Linked DNA regions of Mus musculus: region 2 is linked to region 1. The links are chromatin contacts, called in public promoter capture Hi-C maps. All regions are on one chromosome and are shown on one strand. Each heading gives the region's core, a stretch centred on a gene start, on an enhancer-like site or on the middle of the called end of the contact. The rest is flanking DNA. Distances are from core to core; before and after follow the strand shown.

Region 1 (7,044 bases), core at 656-3,155:
ATCCCATGTAATGCCCATTTAACAATAGCAGAACTTGACTAGAACAGATAAGACATCTGCAGTACACCATCCACTAAGCACTGAGCCAGGCCGTGAACTCCCAGCAGCCGAACCCCATCCATCGTCTAGGCTTCCGGCTGTTCTTCTGCCTATGTGTGGAGCTAAGAACAAGTAAAGTTTAGACACCGATGGTGATTATTTAGTGGTAAAGGTTTGGGGTAAGAACCTCAGCCCAGGGCTCCCCTGAACCTCTTGGAATGGCTGTGGTACCTCACACGTGGTGTCCTGACCACCTTGCCCTTGGAGAGGAGCCCCAGCATTCTCTCTCCCCCTTCTCTGCTTTCCCAGCCCAAGTTTCCAGAAGAAAACAAAAAACAGTGTTTCCTAGAATATTTTCTTATCACTTAAGAAAAATAAAAGGCTGGGGGAAAGGCGAGCCTCAGAAGCCTGACAGTCTTAGCTCAACCCCGAGAACCATGCTTTCTTAAAAGCTGAAGATGGGCCAAGTGTGGTGGCACATGCCTTTAATCCCAGTGCTGCTCTTCTTACAGACCAAGGCTCTATTCCCAGCACCCACATGAAGGCTCACAACCATCTGTAACTCCAGTTCTGGGGATCACCTGCCCTCTTCTGGCTTCCAAGAACACTCGCACACACCAAGGCACAAACCCACACCCATCACATAAACACATCTTTGAAAATAAATATCTAGAAAGGAAGGACAGAATGAGTGAATGGTGTTTCCAGGCAGGGCAGAGTGAGTGAACGGTGTCTCCAGGCAGGCCAAGCTGAATTTAAATCCTGAGTTTGCTACTTTATAACCCTAGCAAATTTAAAAATTTTAATACTAAAAATTCACCATGTTGTCCACTCTGGCCTTGAACTCCTACATGTATGAGCTCTCCCTGCTGCTGGACCACACACACACACACACACACACACAGAGACACACACACACAGAGACACACACACAGACACACACACACACAGACACACACACACAGAGACACACACACACACACCAGGTTTTAGCTCCTAAGGGCCCCTGCTTCTGCATCTGTGACATGGGATTGCTAATACCACTATTTGGTAAAGAAGCTAAATAGGTTAAATGAGATGATATAGACGCACAACACCTGGCATAGAATATTCCATAAATTCCTGCCATTGCAGGGTGTTCTGGGCAGATTCTCTTTGCAGCAGACACACTCAGGACGTGGTCTTGAAAAAAAACCTTTACAGTCTTGTTAGTCTCCTTATCTAGGCCAGTTACCTCAGACCACAATCATCAAACAGGAATGGCACGTTGAAGGTGCCAGCATAGTAATAGTAGTAATTCATGTTTCTTGAAGGCAGAGCTACATCTTCATAGATCTGCAGTGGCAGTCCCCTAGTTCTTTGAGGGAGATTTGTGCAGGCTGCTGTTTTACTGACCGTGAGGGTCTGCCTTCCCCTGCCCTGTCATCCTGTCCCTCCTTGCCCTCCACGAGCTCCCTCCATAAAGCCCTCCATCACTTGCGGTAGCGCCCTTCCTCGGTTTCCCTGCACCCGCGGACACCTGCTCTTCAGCCTCTCGGTCACGAAGTCCTTCCCGGATTTTCTCTTCCCGCTAAACAGCAGCACCAGACGCGGGGAGGCTCCGAGCGGGGCCATGGTGCCACCAAGCTTCACCAGGCCTAAAGCTGACACTTCGGACCCCTGAAATGCAGCCAAGCACGAAGTGGACCCGCTCAGTAGAAGCAAAAAGGAGGAGGGATCCCACTCCTTCTCCACACTACACAGCCCACATCGAAACCAGCGCGCAGAGAATGGGCGTAGAAACTGGAAGGGAAAGAGCCTTGCAGCCTAGTATCTAAGTACCTTTCCCGCCCCCCCCCGCCCTCCCCCCCCTGCGCAGCACGCACTTAGAACAGTCCACGCCCGCCCAGATGTGACGTCATGGCCCCGCCTTCTCGGCTGACAAGGTGAGCCGAGAGTGACGCTGGAAAGACTAGCCTCAAGTTCCCTTCTACACAACCGGCCAAACATAAAGATAAAGAAAAATAGTAATGTTGAAGGCATTTTCAAATCTGCCTTTTAATTTGTACGTTATAACTCATGCTCTAAAGCAAATATGTGTTTGCCCCGCACTAAAAATAGCTCTTTCCAAAGAAGTAACCAGACAATGACATGATAGGGTGTGTTTCTTGACGTCATAGCGAGGGAGGGGTTTAATGAACAGTATGCTATTTCACTGTTGAAAAGGTTTTGTAACTGCTGAAGCCTCCAGCTGGAACTAAGTGATCTTTTCTTTAGCCGCATACTCCTCTCCAAAGCTTTTCAGAATCTCGAAAAAGAACATTGGTGACATTAGTAACTTAGGTTAAGGAGTTTTGACGCCACTCTGAACAAGATTACCCAATTTCCTCCGGAGACCAACATCCAGCCAGAAGTTGAGAGGCAAAACTAAGAGTGTTCTGACACCTACTTACTGTTATCTGTAGATATAAATTGCTGTCCTACATTTTTCTAAGCTTATCAAAATAAAGCCTGCAGCCTATGACTGCCTCCAGTGTATAAGACTGCAAAGTCTTGTGAAAACCAAAGTGAAACGTAAAGAAACTCTTAGGAAAATCATTTCTTTGCGTATTCGAAAGAGGCTTCGGCGAAGAGATGACTCCGCAGCTAAGAGCACTGGCTGCCCTTGCTGAACACCCACCTAGCCGCTCATAACCAGCTGGAACTGCAGTTCCAGAGGACCTAAAGCCCTCCCTTAGCCTCTGTGGGAACTGCATGCACGAGGTACACAGACATACGGGCAAAACACATAAATCATTTTAAAATAAAGAACAGGAGTGGTCAGGTACAGAAAGAGTGGACCGGGGAGGATCGCCAGAACTGAGGATGTCTGTCTGTTGATAGAGCCTCTGCCTAAGCCTAGGTTTGAGGGCCAGCACTGAATAAACTAGGTTTAGTGGCAAGTGCCAGCCAGCACTGGAAATGGAAGCAGACAAATTCCAGGCCAGCCTGGGCCATAAAATAAAATAAAATAAAATAAAATAAAATAAAGAGAAGGAAGTGAGAGGCTTGGTAAACAGAGGAAAGCAGAACTGTACAACAAAATACTTTGTAAACTTTAAAGTATCCACTCACAGCAGACTGTTTGTTTTAAGCACTGTGATTTCACAGTTTGTAAGTCAGCACATTGTCCCACCTCTGTGCAATAAATATTTCTCTGGGTCCCACCGAAAGCTGGCTCTCACCAGGCCAACGAAGCCTATATAGGGTGAAGTCACTTGTGGCCTCCTGCTCACTAAGCCCTCACTCAAAAGAAATCAGAACTTCCACCCAGAATTCTGAACCTGCCTGACATAACTCACCCCTTCCTTCAGCCCCACCCTGGAATCAAATTTCCCTGGAATTCTAGTCCCAATCACAAAACTTCCGAATGTATTTGCCTAAGCCAGGCAATGGTGGCACACATTCTTGATCTCAGCACTCAGGAGTCAGAGGCAGGAAGATCTCTGAGTTCGAAGCCACAGGGTGATTCATAGCCATCTGTAACTCCAGTTCCAGGGAATCTTGACAGCCTCTTCTGGCCTCCATAGGCACTGCGTGTATATGGTGCACTAATATACGTGCAGGCAAAACACTCACATACATAAAATTAAGTAAGGGGCTGAGAGACTTGTATCAAGGTCTAGACCTCTAAATGATGAAATTAGCTCCATCTGGTTCCAAAACCAGATGTTTTCCAGTCCAGAGTATGAACATTTCCCATCCTGGATATACCTGCCCAGCCCCTTCCCTCTGCTTCTTACCCCAAACTGCATTCCATGCTTTCCTCAGATGCTCAAAAGCATACCAAGTGCTATCAAAGGCAGGGCCAGGAACAATGTGGGTGGAGTCGGGTGGTGTCTCGAATGACTGATCAAGAAGTGAAGGAAAGAATGGGTGCTCCATGGGGGAGACCAGGAGGCCAGGACTTCCCCCTAAGTTAGAGGGGACCTCTATGGATGCATATACCCAAGACTAGGACTGCACAACCACATACCCAATTGCTCAAGGTCCTGGGGCAGCTCCTAGAGGCCCCTTCTTCCCCCTGCCTCCCTCCCAGACCCTCCCACCTGCAGTCCGACCCGCTGCTGCCACCGTGTGGTCACAACCATACTTCTCTGAAAAGAGCTATCTGCAAGAAACAAGAACCAGGAGGAGCCTGACCTGTAGTGCATAGCTCCTCCAGACTCAATTCAGAGTCTAGACTTAAAGACGTGTGTGTGTGTGTGTGTGTGTGTGTGTGTGTGTGTGTGTGTGTGTGTGTGTGTGTGTGTGTGTTGGAGGTGGGGGACTGGAGAGGAGAAAAGAAGAGCACACTCCAACACTCTGGCTGGGCATGGTGGCACATGCCTTTAATCCCAGCAAGAGGCAGGTGGATTTCTGAGTTTGAGGCCAGCCTGGTCTACAGAGTGAGTTCCAGGATAGCCAGGGCTACACAGAGAAACCCTGTCTCAAAAAACCAAAAAAAAAAAAAAAAAAAAGAAAGAGCACACTCGGACTTTTAGCCTGAGCTCAACTGCCCTGGGCTCCTCCTGGCTTGACTCTGTCCTAGCAAACTTTGGGAGCCTGCACAAGTTGCTATTCTCTGGGCTTTCTCCACCTCTGAAAATGATACTCAGTAAAGACTCTTCCAGAGCTGACCGTCTACCCACAAGTCAGAGCCACTGAGACAGAAGCTGGTAGACAGGGGAAATGCTTCCCGGACCAGGAGCCCAAGGAGCAGGGGTTGAAGCTTCTTTTGTTTCTTCTCCAAGTGGCAAGTGACACACAGATCCAGGGAGAGGAGCCAGAGAGAGCACAGAAGGGCTGAATGAAGCTCAGGGGAAGTGCTGGCCCTATAGGCCAGGCCCTGGGTTCTTTCCCAGGCCCTTGCAAAATAACATTATCTGCACATAGTTAGTTCAGATCTGACTGCTTGCTTGACTGTGTGAGATGAGGAAGCCACAGTCTCCTGTGGTCCAAACACTGCTGCCTGGGCCATTGTGTTCTCGTTCTCTCTCTCTCTCTCTCTCTCTCTCTCTCTCTCTCTCTCTCTCCCCACCCCCCAGTGTGTGTGTGTGTGTGGTGTGTTTCTTAAGAGCACTGACTGCTCTTCCAGAGGTCATGAGTTCAAACCCCAGCAACCACATGGTGGCTCACAACCATCTGTAATGAGATCTGACTCCCTCTTCTGGAGTGTCAGACAGCTACAGTGTACTTATATATAATAAATAAATCTAAAAAAAAAAAAAAAAAAAAAAAAAAAGAGTCTCACTCCCTTCAAAATCTATTTCTCAGTGAGCTAAAAGGACAGAAAAGAGGCTGAGCAGTGGTGGCACATGTCCTTAATCCCAGAAGAGGCAGACAAAGATCTCTGAGTTTCAGGTCAGCCTGGTCTACAGAGTGAGTTCCAAGACAGCCAGGGCTACACAGAGAAACCCTGTCTCAAAAAATAAAATAAAATAAAATAAAATAAAATAAAATGACAGAAAAACATTTGAAAAGCTAATGGCTCCGCTGGCCCCTCCTAGCACAATGCCTGGGTGAAGGCCCGCAGCCACAGTCCCAAGCAGGCCGCCCTGTGGGACCTGGCTCTCCAACACTTTCCTCTCCACCCTTAGCCTGGAAGCTTCAGGTTTCTGCCTGTACTCCTGAGTCACAATAGGGTCTCAGCAATGACCTCAGGGAATGACACAGCCCAATCAGCTGGGCATCTCCACGATCAGTGAAGGTTAGTATCTTAGGTTAGTAACAACTTCTACTACCACCCCCCCACCCCACCCCACCCCACCCCGTCCCAGAGGAAGGAAGAGGGTCAGATAATGTAAAGGGCTACAGAGCTTGGAGAAAGGTGGAGGTTGACCAGCCTTATTGTAAACCCAGAACTTTCCCCATCCATCCCGCCCCACCCCACCCCACCCCAGCAAACCAGCTTTTGTTTTCCCTCCCCCTTTCCTGACACTTCTTGAAGGCACTGTCATCCATTTGTCCCCAGGCTAGGAGGCCAAGTGTCCTTGATTCCTCCTTGTCCACATCCCATCCAGCCTGGCCCACACTAAAAGCACCTCCTCAAACAAGCACAGTCCAGTTCCCATTTCCCATCCTCCACCCATTCTTTAGGCTTCCGCTTCCACTTCTGTGCTCTCTGGATGCTTCCCTTGCCCTCCGGTGCCTTTGGGATACCCTCGCCCTTCCTATACAAAAGAGTCCCCTAGGACCCACAGGTTGTTCCCCCACACACACCCCCCACACACACACCCAAGCTCACCTTTGCCCCTCCCACATCACCAAGTCCCTGCTGTCTCTCACCAACTGCCTCCGAGGCCACTCTCCAGGTCCTCTCCGTGCGTCAGCAGAGGCTTCCTGGCAGCATTAAGCAAATACTGCTAGCATTTTGCTTGTGTTAAGCTAATCCAGTTAGTATGAGGGTCAGGAAGCAGGGCTGCAGCCAGGCTTGAGACCGGTGCCCTCTCCTCCCCGTCGGAAGCTCATGGGCTCTCCTGGTTTCCCCTAGAGGTTAGAATTAAAACCACTGCAGGCTTCTGGTTTTTTACTTTGAAGTTACAGGTGATTGTGAGGCACCATCTAGATGCTGTGAATTGGCCAACCTGAGTTGTCATAAAATAACCAAAAGGAAATGAAAGCTGGAATAAATAGCCAGTGCTCGCCGCGCCGCATCTCCTGAGCCATCTCTCCAGCCCCAACAATAATACAGTTGGCCCTCTGTATCAGTGTGCTCCAATTTATGAAGTCAGCCGACCCCATAGTAAATATTTGAGTATATATGCATACTCAAAATTAGTAAATAGTAAAGATATGGTATATGTTAGGTATATACCAGACCTGCAACAAGCGGCGGAGGTGCTGAGGTGCCCATTAACAGTATGCACCTATCACGCCATAAGCAGGACACTGAAGGAAGAGAAGCTTGACTTCTGGTCGGCCAGCTTGGGCTACATAGTGAGAAATGGCTCAAAACTAAAAAAGAAGGCCAATGAGATGCTCAGCAGATAAAGGCACTTGTCACCA
Region 2 (6,444 bases), core at 2,292-4,791, 970 kb before region 1:
AGCTTTGTAGCTAAGGATGGCCTTGAACTTCTGATTCCCACCACCACTGGACTGTGTGCACCATTATGTCCTGTTTCTTGTTTGTTTGTTTGTTTGTTTCAGTGCTGGTGATGGCTCTGTGCAAGCATCATACTGTTTTTCAACAGCTGTAACTAGAATATTCATCCTTAAGTAGATACTGCAATCCTTAAGAGTTCCTCTGGAAGAAATCTTTTTGTTTATAGAAAATAACTCTTTTTTTTTCTTTTTTTTTCTTTTTTTTCTTTTTAGTTTTTTGAGACAGGGTTTCTCTGTATAGTCCTGGCTGTCCTGGAACTCACTCTGTAGACCAGTCTGGCCTCGAACTCAGGGATCTGCCTGCCTCTGCTTCCCAAGTGCTGGGATTAAAGGCATTCGCCACCACAGCCCAGCAGAAAATAACTCTTAAACCAGTGTGGGGGCACACACTTTTAATCCCAGCACTTGGGAGGGAGAGGCAGTTAGCTTGAATCTGAGGCCAACCTGGTCAACACTGAGTCCCAGAATAGCACGTTCTTGAACACCTCTCCCCACCAAAAAAAGTTTTACTCCTATGCCACTATTTAAAGAAAGTATTCTTGGGGATGGAGAAATAGATTTGTTGTTTTTCTGTTTTTCAGTATTGGATATTGAATTTAGGGCATCACATGGTTGGACAATTGCCCTACCTACCAGTGAGCTATGTCCCAGCCTGTGATAAGCTTATAATATAATTTCTACTTTGCAAGTTGAATATCCTGAAAAGTATTTTGTAATATCACATTCTAAGAGGAAATAGAAGATAATTCAGCTATTCTTGTGCTATTACAGCAGAGTTCAATGACATTTACTTTTCTGGAGGGAATTACTGGGAATTGAACATAGGACTTCTTCACCCAGGCTAGGTAGTCACTTCCTCTACCACTGAGCCTTGGTCCTTATTTTATACCAAATCATTGAGAAACAAAACATAGGAAAAATAAAAAAAAAATACCTATAATTTAAAAAATAGAATAAACCTCTAATCTCCACACTTAGAAGGCTAAAGCAGAAAGTTTTTTTGTTTTGTTTTGTTTTGTTTTGTTTTGTTTTGTTTTTTGAGACAGGGTTTCTCTGTGTAATCTTGGCTGTCCTGAAACTTCTTCTGTACATCAGGCTGGCCTTGAACTCAAAGATCTGCCTGCCTTTGCCTCTGGAGTGCAAAAAACAATACATAAATAAACAAATGTCAGAGGGAGAGCTCAGCTGGCTACTGTGCATGCATGAGTATCTGAGTTTGATCACTTGCTCCCACGTTAACAATGGGGCATGGCAAGAAGCTTGTGACAGACGCAGTGCCAGGGAGGTGGAGGTTGACAAATCCTTGGGCCTGCTGCTCAGCTGCCCTAGCCCAAACACAAACCCTAGGTTTCTACAAAACAAAAACCAAAAATAAAAAACAAAACAACAACAATACAAAACACAATGTGGATTGTCCCTAAGGAATAACACCAAACACATCTGAGTGAACACATGCTTGCTTAGGCACTATATATATATATATATATATATATATATATATATATATATATACACACACACACACACATATAGGCTCTAGAAACCCAAAGTCCACTCCTCGCACTTCAGGACAAACAATTTTTACATTGTTCCATCTCTCCAGCAATTCACTCCTCTTTCTTCCTCTTCCTTTATTATTATTATTATTACTATTATTATTATTATTATTGTTTTTTTTTCAAGACAGGGCTACTCTGTGTAGCCCTGGCTGTCCTGGAACTCACTCTGTGGACCAGGCTGACCTCGAACTCAGAAATCTGCCTGCCTCTGCCTCCCAAGTGCTGGGATTAAAGGCGTGCGCCACCACTTCCTGAGTGAATGCAGCTTTGCAGATGGAAGGCAAGCACCCCAGCGCCAGCCCCCACTACACTATACAGTGCTTATTTAAAGATGCTATAAAGCACAATTGTGGTGGTGCACACATGCAGTCCTAACTCTTGAGAGGATCAGGAAAGTCATCCTTACCTACATAGGAACAAGTGTCTCAAAAAACAATAAATGAATTTTTAAAATTAAAAAAAGCACATGGAAGTTCCCTGGCAGGGCATTTACCTATTTTGAATTCCTGAGTTCAATCATCAGTACCACAAACAAACCCAGTACACTTCAAAAAAAAAAAAAAAATGGAAAGAATATTCAGTATTATACATCTTTTTTCCTTCCTTCTTTTCTTTTTTCTTTTTTTTTTTTTTTTTTTGTTTTTTTGAGACAGGGTTTCTCTGTGTAGCCCTGGCTGTCCTGGAACTCACTTTGTAGACCAGGCTGGCCTCGAACTGAGAAATCCACCTGCCTCTGCCTCCCGAGTGCTGGGATTAAAGGCGTGCACCACCACGCCCGGCCCTTTCTTTTTCTTCTTTCCATCCAATACATGTGTCCCGGTTATATTAAGCTATTGTAATGACTTGTTTGTAGTTCCGAGGCTGAATCAGTCCTTTACCTAGAAGTTATTCAAAGCTTACTCAGGAGGATTGTAGAATGCCAGAAGTGTATTTGGAGATCGGCCAGTCCGGGTCTTATTTTATTTGTAATTAGGATACAGAAGTCCCTGGGAGGCAGAAAGAATGCCACAAAAGTGAGGCCAGCTTGGGTTCAAGAGTGCTTCACTCCCAAAACAGTAGCTATGGAACTTGGAATTCTTCCAAGGACATTGTTAACAATTTACCTGCCCACTGGCCTTGAAAATGGATAGTGCAGGAAAATAGGCCTATATCTACAAATGGGGGACGGAAGGGGAACATGAATTTGATGGGCCAGCTTCCCACGTATTAGGATGGCAGGCATATATTACCACACCCACCTTAGAGCTGTGGACAGCAATAGGCTCATACGCCTAAAAATGAAAAGTTCTGTTGAGAGACGCACGGTAAAAGAACTCTCATACAATCAAGCCCTACTATGATCACAACAAACCACAACTCTCAATGGATTGTGTGTGTGTAAATACAATAGGCTTCAGTGACATTTGTCAGTCCCAGAGTCTCAAAAGACGAGGTCCCATCACTTAGTAAACTGTGTTAAAGCGAGTGCTGGTACGATTCTAACTATTTGGTTTGCACTAGAGAATCAATGCACTTTTTTTGTTTTCAAATTGTTACTAATAATTGCACACCCAAGAGCTCATACAATCGGCCGCGTGTAGCATTTTTAGTTCAGGAAGTAGCTTCAGACCCTGAGGGCGTTTGCTACGCGACTGCGTAGGGGTTGGGACTCGGCAGCTCCTTTTCCTGAATAGACACTTATGGGCTAGGTTTCCATCCTCCCAGCCTACTACCCAAGGACAACGTTCCGAACACCTGTAGGGAGTGGAGCAAGAGGGAAACGTCGCGCATGCGTGTTGGCGCGCGCAGGCGCAGCCCGGCTTTTTCCGGATCGCCCAGCAGTAGCACCCACTCCGTACCTCCCGTCCCGCCTCCAGATGCAGAGGAAGGATGCGATTGGGCACACTTGTTGCCCGTCAGACCAGACTCAATTCTTCTCCCTACAATTGGCAGCCCGGGAAAAGGCCAGTCCGCCGTCGTCGGCTTACTCCTTAGAGACCTGGCGCCACCGCGGAAGCCGCTATTGGCGGACGCCCGGGACCGCGACTGCTCACTTCCGGCGCCGGCGACGACTCTGCCCGCTCGGGCACTCTCAGCCTCCCCCGCCCTTCCACCATGGCCGCCTCTGTGTGGTGTGGGGAGAAGCTGGTCCTCCCATAGCGCTCCTGCTGCATCCTCACCCGCTAGGGGCCGGATTCCAAGGAACCGCGTTTCCCAATCCCGCCGGGAAGGTTTCCCACTCCCAATTCAGGGCCAGGACTCCTTCCCACGCCTCGAGAGGCAGAAACTTAGGGTTTCCCCTCCTTTCAGGATAAGAAGCCAGAGGGTTTCCCCCTCCACTTCTGCAAGGGTGGCAGCCTTGCCTATCTCCCTGCAGGACACAAGACCCTTAGTCTACCATACTTCTGCGCAAAAGCTTTGCCCCAGCCCGGCCACTCCTGAGGGAGCATCTAGAGAACCCGCGCCTTCCCCCTCCGCAGGAGAGGAGGCAAGAGTGCGGAAAGCCAGGCCTGTCGGCCTCCCTCCCACTTGTTCCTCTTGCTCCTCGTCCTTGGCAAGCCAGAGTTCTCCATTTCTAGGACTTAACACCCGTCTACTCCCTTGACCTCTTCTGGTCTCTTGGCTGCAGCCATGGAGTTACAGAAGGGAAAGGGGACCGTAGCAGCTGCTGCATCAGGAGCAGCGGGAGGTGGAGGAGGAGGAGCGGGAGCAGGAGCCCCAGGAGGGGGGAGGCTGCTACTTTCAACCAGTTTGGATGCCAAGGATGAGTTAGAGGAGGTAGGTGTGGGGGGTGGGGAAGGGAGTAAGGAATTGGGTTGAGGAGGGATGCTGGATCGCATATGGGGTGGGGGTGGGGAGAAAAGGCCTTCAAGTTTATTTTATTTATTTATTATTATTATTATTTTTTTTTTGTAAGGCAGAAACATTGCTCTTGCTTCCTGCTTCTGGAGGAAGAAGTGTGGGTCAATTTCCTGGACAGGTTGCCCTAGTAACAGCTGCCGCTATTAAGAAAATGGGTGTGAGGGGTGTTGGTTACAGAAGGGATGTAGCATCAGTACTGACCAAAGTTATTTTCATTTCTTCCCACATACACACCAATAGCTATCTAAAATATCCACCCTATTTGAGAGTGTTAAGTTGAAAAGTATATATGTGTTTACAGGCAGGTGTCTGAGGATTGGCAACTTCCTACAGACTTGGCCCCTCTTCTTAGATGGTATCATTGACTGTGTGTGGATACAGACACTTGTCAGTGATTTTAACCGAGCATTTATAGAGTGAGTGAAGACTTACAAGTAAGTAGTATCTAGTTTGGTAATATCAGTCATAGCAGTGGGGTGAGCCAGTATATAGGGGACTGCTTTCCTTAGTACCAGAGAGTACATACACACACGAAGGAGAGGTACGGGAGGCAGAGGCAAGTGGATCTCTGTGAGTTTGAGGCCAGCCTGGTCTACAAAGAGAGCTCCAGGACAGCCAGGGCTACAGAGAGAAACCCAGCCTCAGAAAACAAAACAAAACAAAACAAAACAAAACAACGACAGGCAGACACAGAACATGAGTGAGGAGGCTTGTCCCTTCCTTTTCTTTGCTTGGTCTCACCCTGTGCTTGACTAACTAGAGATGATCTGTGTAGCCACTTCCACAACTTACACACAGGAAGACGTACTTAGGATGTAGGACAGACGGAGGCATGATTGTTGAACTGTTTGTAAAGCCTAAAGCATTCAGTTCCATGGTTACCCAAGGATAGGGGGAGGAAATGAACAGGCCCTGTCCCCTCACTCACAGGCTGTTTCCCTGACACTATGTCACAGTCCTTTATCACATGCCAGAGTAGGCAGGTAAACTCAGAGTTGAAAAAATGTGAGATTGCCTTGCGTGGTGGTTCCCATCTGTAATCCTAGCACTTGGAAGGTTGAGTCAGGGAGAAAGAGAGAGATAGACTGAGAATATGAATGAGGATGAATGGTGAGTGTGTAGAGAGTTCTAGGCTAGCTGGGGCATCATTAGCTAGATCTTGCCATCAGAAACAAAAGGCAGAAGAAGAAGATACAGTAGATCGCAAGATGATGGCACATACACACAAAAAGAAACTTTATGGGCCTGCACTAGAGGCAGAGGAGTATCTCTGAGTTCAAGGCCAGCCTGGTTTACATAGCAAGCTTTAGGACAGCCAGGACTACAGAGACCCTGTCTCAAAAGAAAGCAGTGAACTTGAACCAAACTGGTCTTATAGCAACTGTGTGGTTTATCTGCCAGCAGACGTCTGGCTGGCTGGAAAGTGAGTTATGTTTTCATTGTATAATTCTATAAGCATTTAGACAAGTTTGCTATTTCTGTTCTTCCTGCTCCTCCTCCTCCTTTTTCTTCTTCTAATCAAGAAGGCATAATTAGAAATGTAAACAGTACTTCTAAGCCAGGCACGGTGGCCCAGGCACAGGTTTGTAATCCCAACACTCCAAAGAGACTGAGGCAAGATGATTGTAGGCTCATGACCACTGTGTCACCTTGTCCTACCCAGCTACATTTTTTTCCTGTTTCAATTAAAACTTTGTGTGTGTGTGAGTGACATATGTATGTGGTGTGCACATTCTGAAATGTATGTAGAGGTCTGAGAATTATCTTTATGGGGTTGTTCTCTCCTTCAATTTCTTGCAGGTTCTGCAAATTGAACTTGGGTCACTATGTTTCTACAGCAAAGCTCTTTATCTGCTGAGCCTCTCTGCAGCTCTGTTTTATTTTTCAGATAGTATCTAGTAGTTTGTCTAGTCTGAAACTTCTCTCTCTCTCTCTCTCTCTCTCTCTCTCTCTCTCTCTTCCTCTTCCTTCCTTCCTTCCTTTCTAA

Evidence for each region. Promoter capture Hi-C pulls out the DNA fragments that hold promoters and counts their contacts.
Region 2: a contact with region 1 is called in a promoter capture Hi-C map of pre-B cells, with 2.7 times the contacts expected there. The contact joins the promoter of Ints3 here to the promoter of Pmvk in region 1. A contact is called at or near these places in 2 of 39 promoter capture datasets (erythroid cells and pre-B cells).

What each region holds. Positions count from the first base shown.
Region 1 is chr3:89,453,979-89,461,022 of GRCm38.p6, reverse strand. Pmvk (phosphomevalonate kinase) reads right to left here and starts at 1,905. Exons shown (of 5, transcript NM_026784.3): 1 at 1,559-1,905. The coding sequence starts at 1,653.
Region 2 is chr3:90,430,733-90,437,176 of GRCm38.p6, reverse strand. It overlaps Ints3 (integrator complex subunit 3), which reads left to right and starts at 3,541. Exons shown (of 30, transcript NM_145540.3): 1 at 3,541-4,373. The coding sequence starts at 4,227.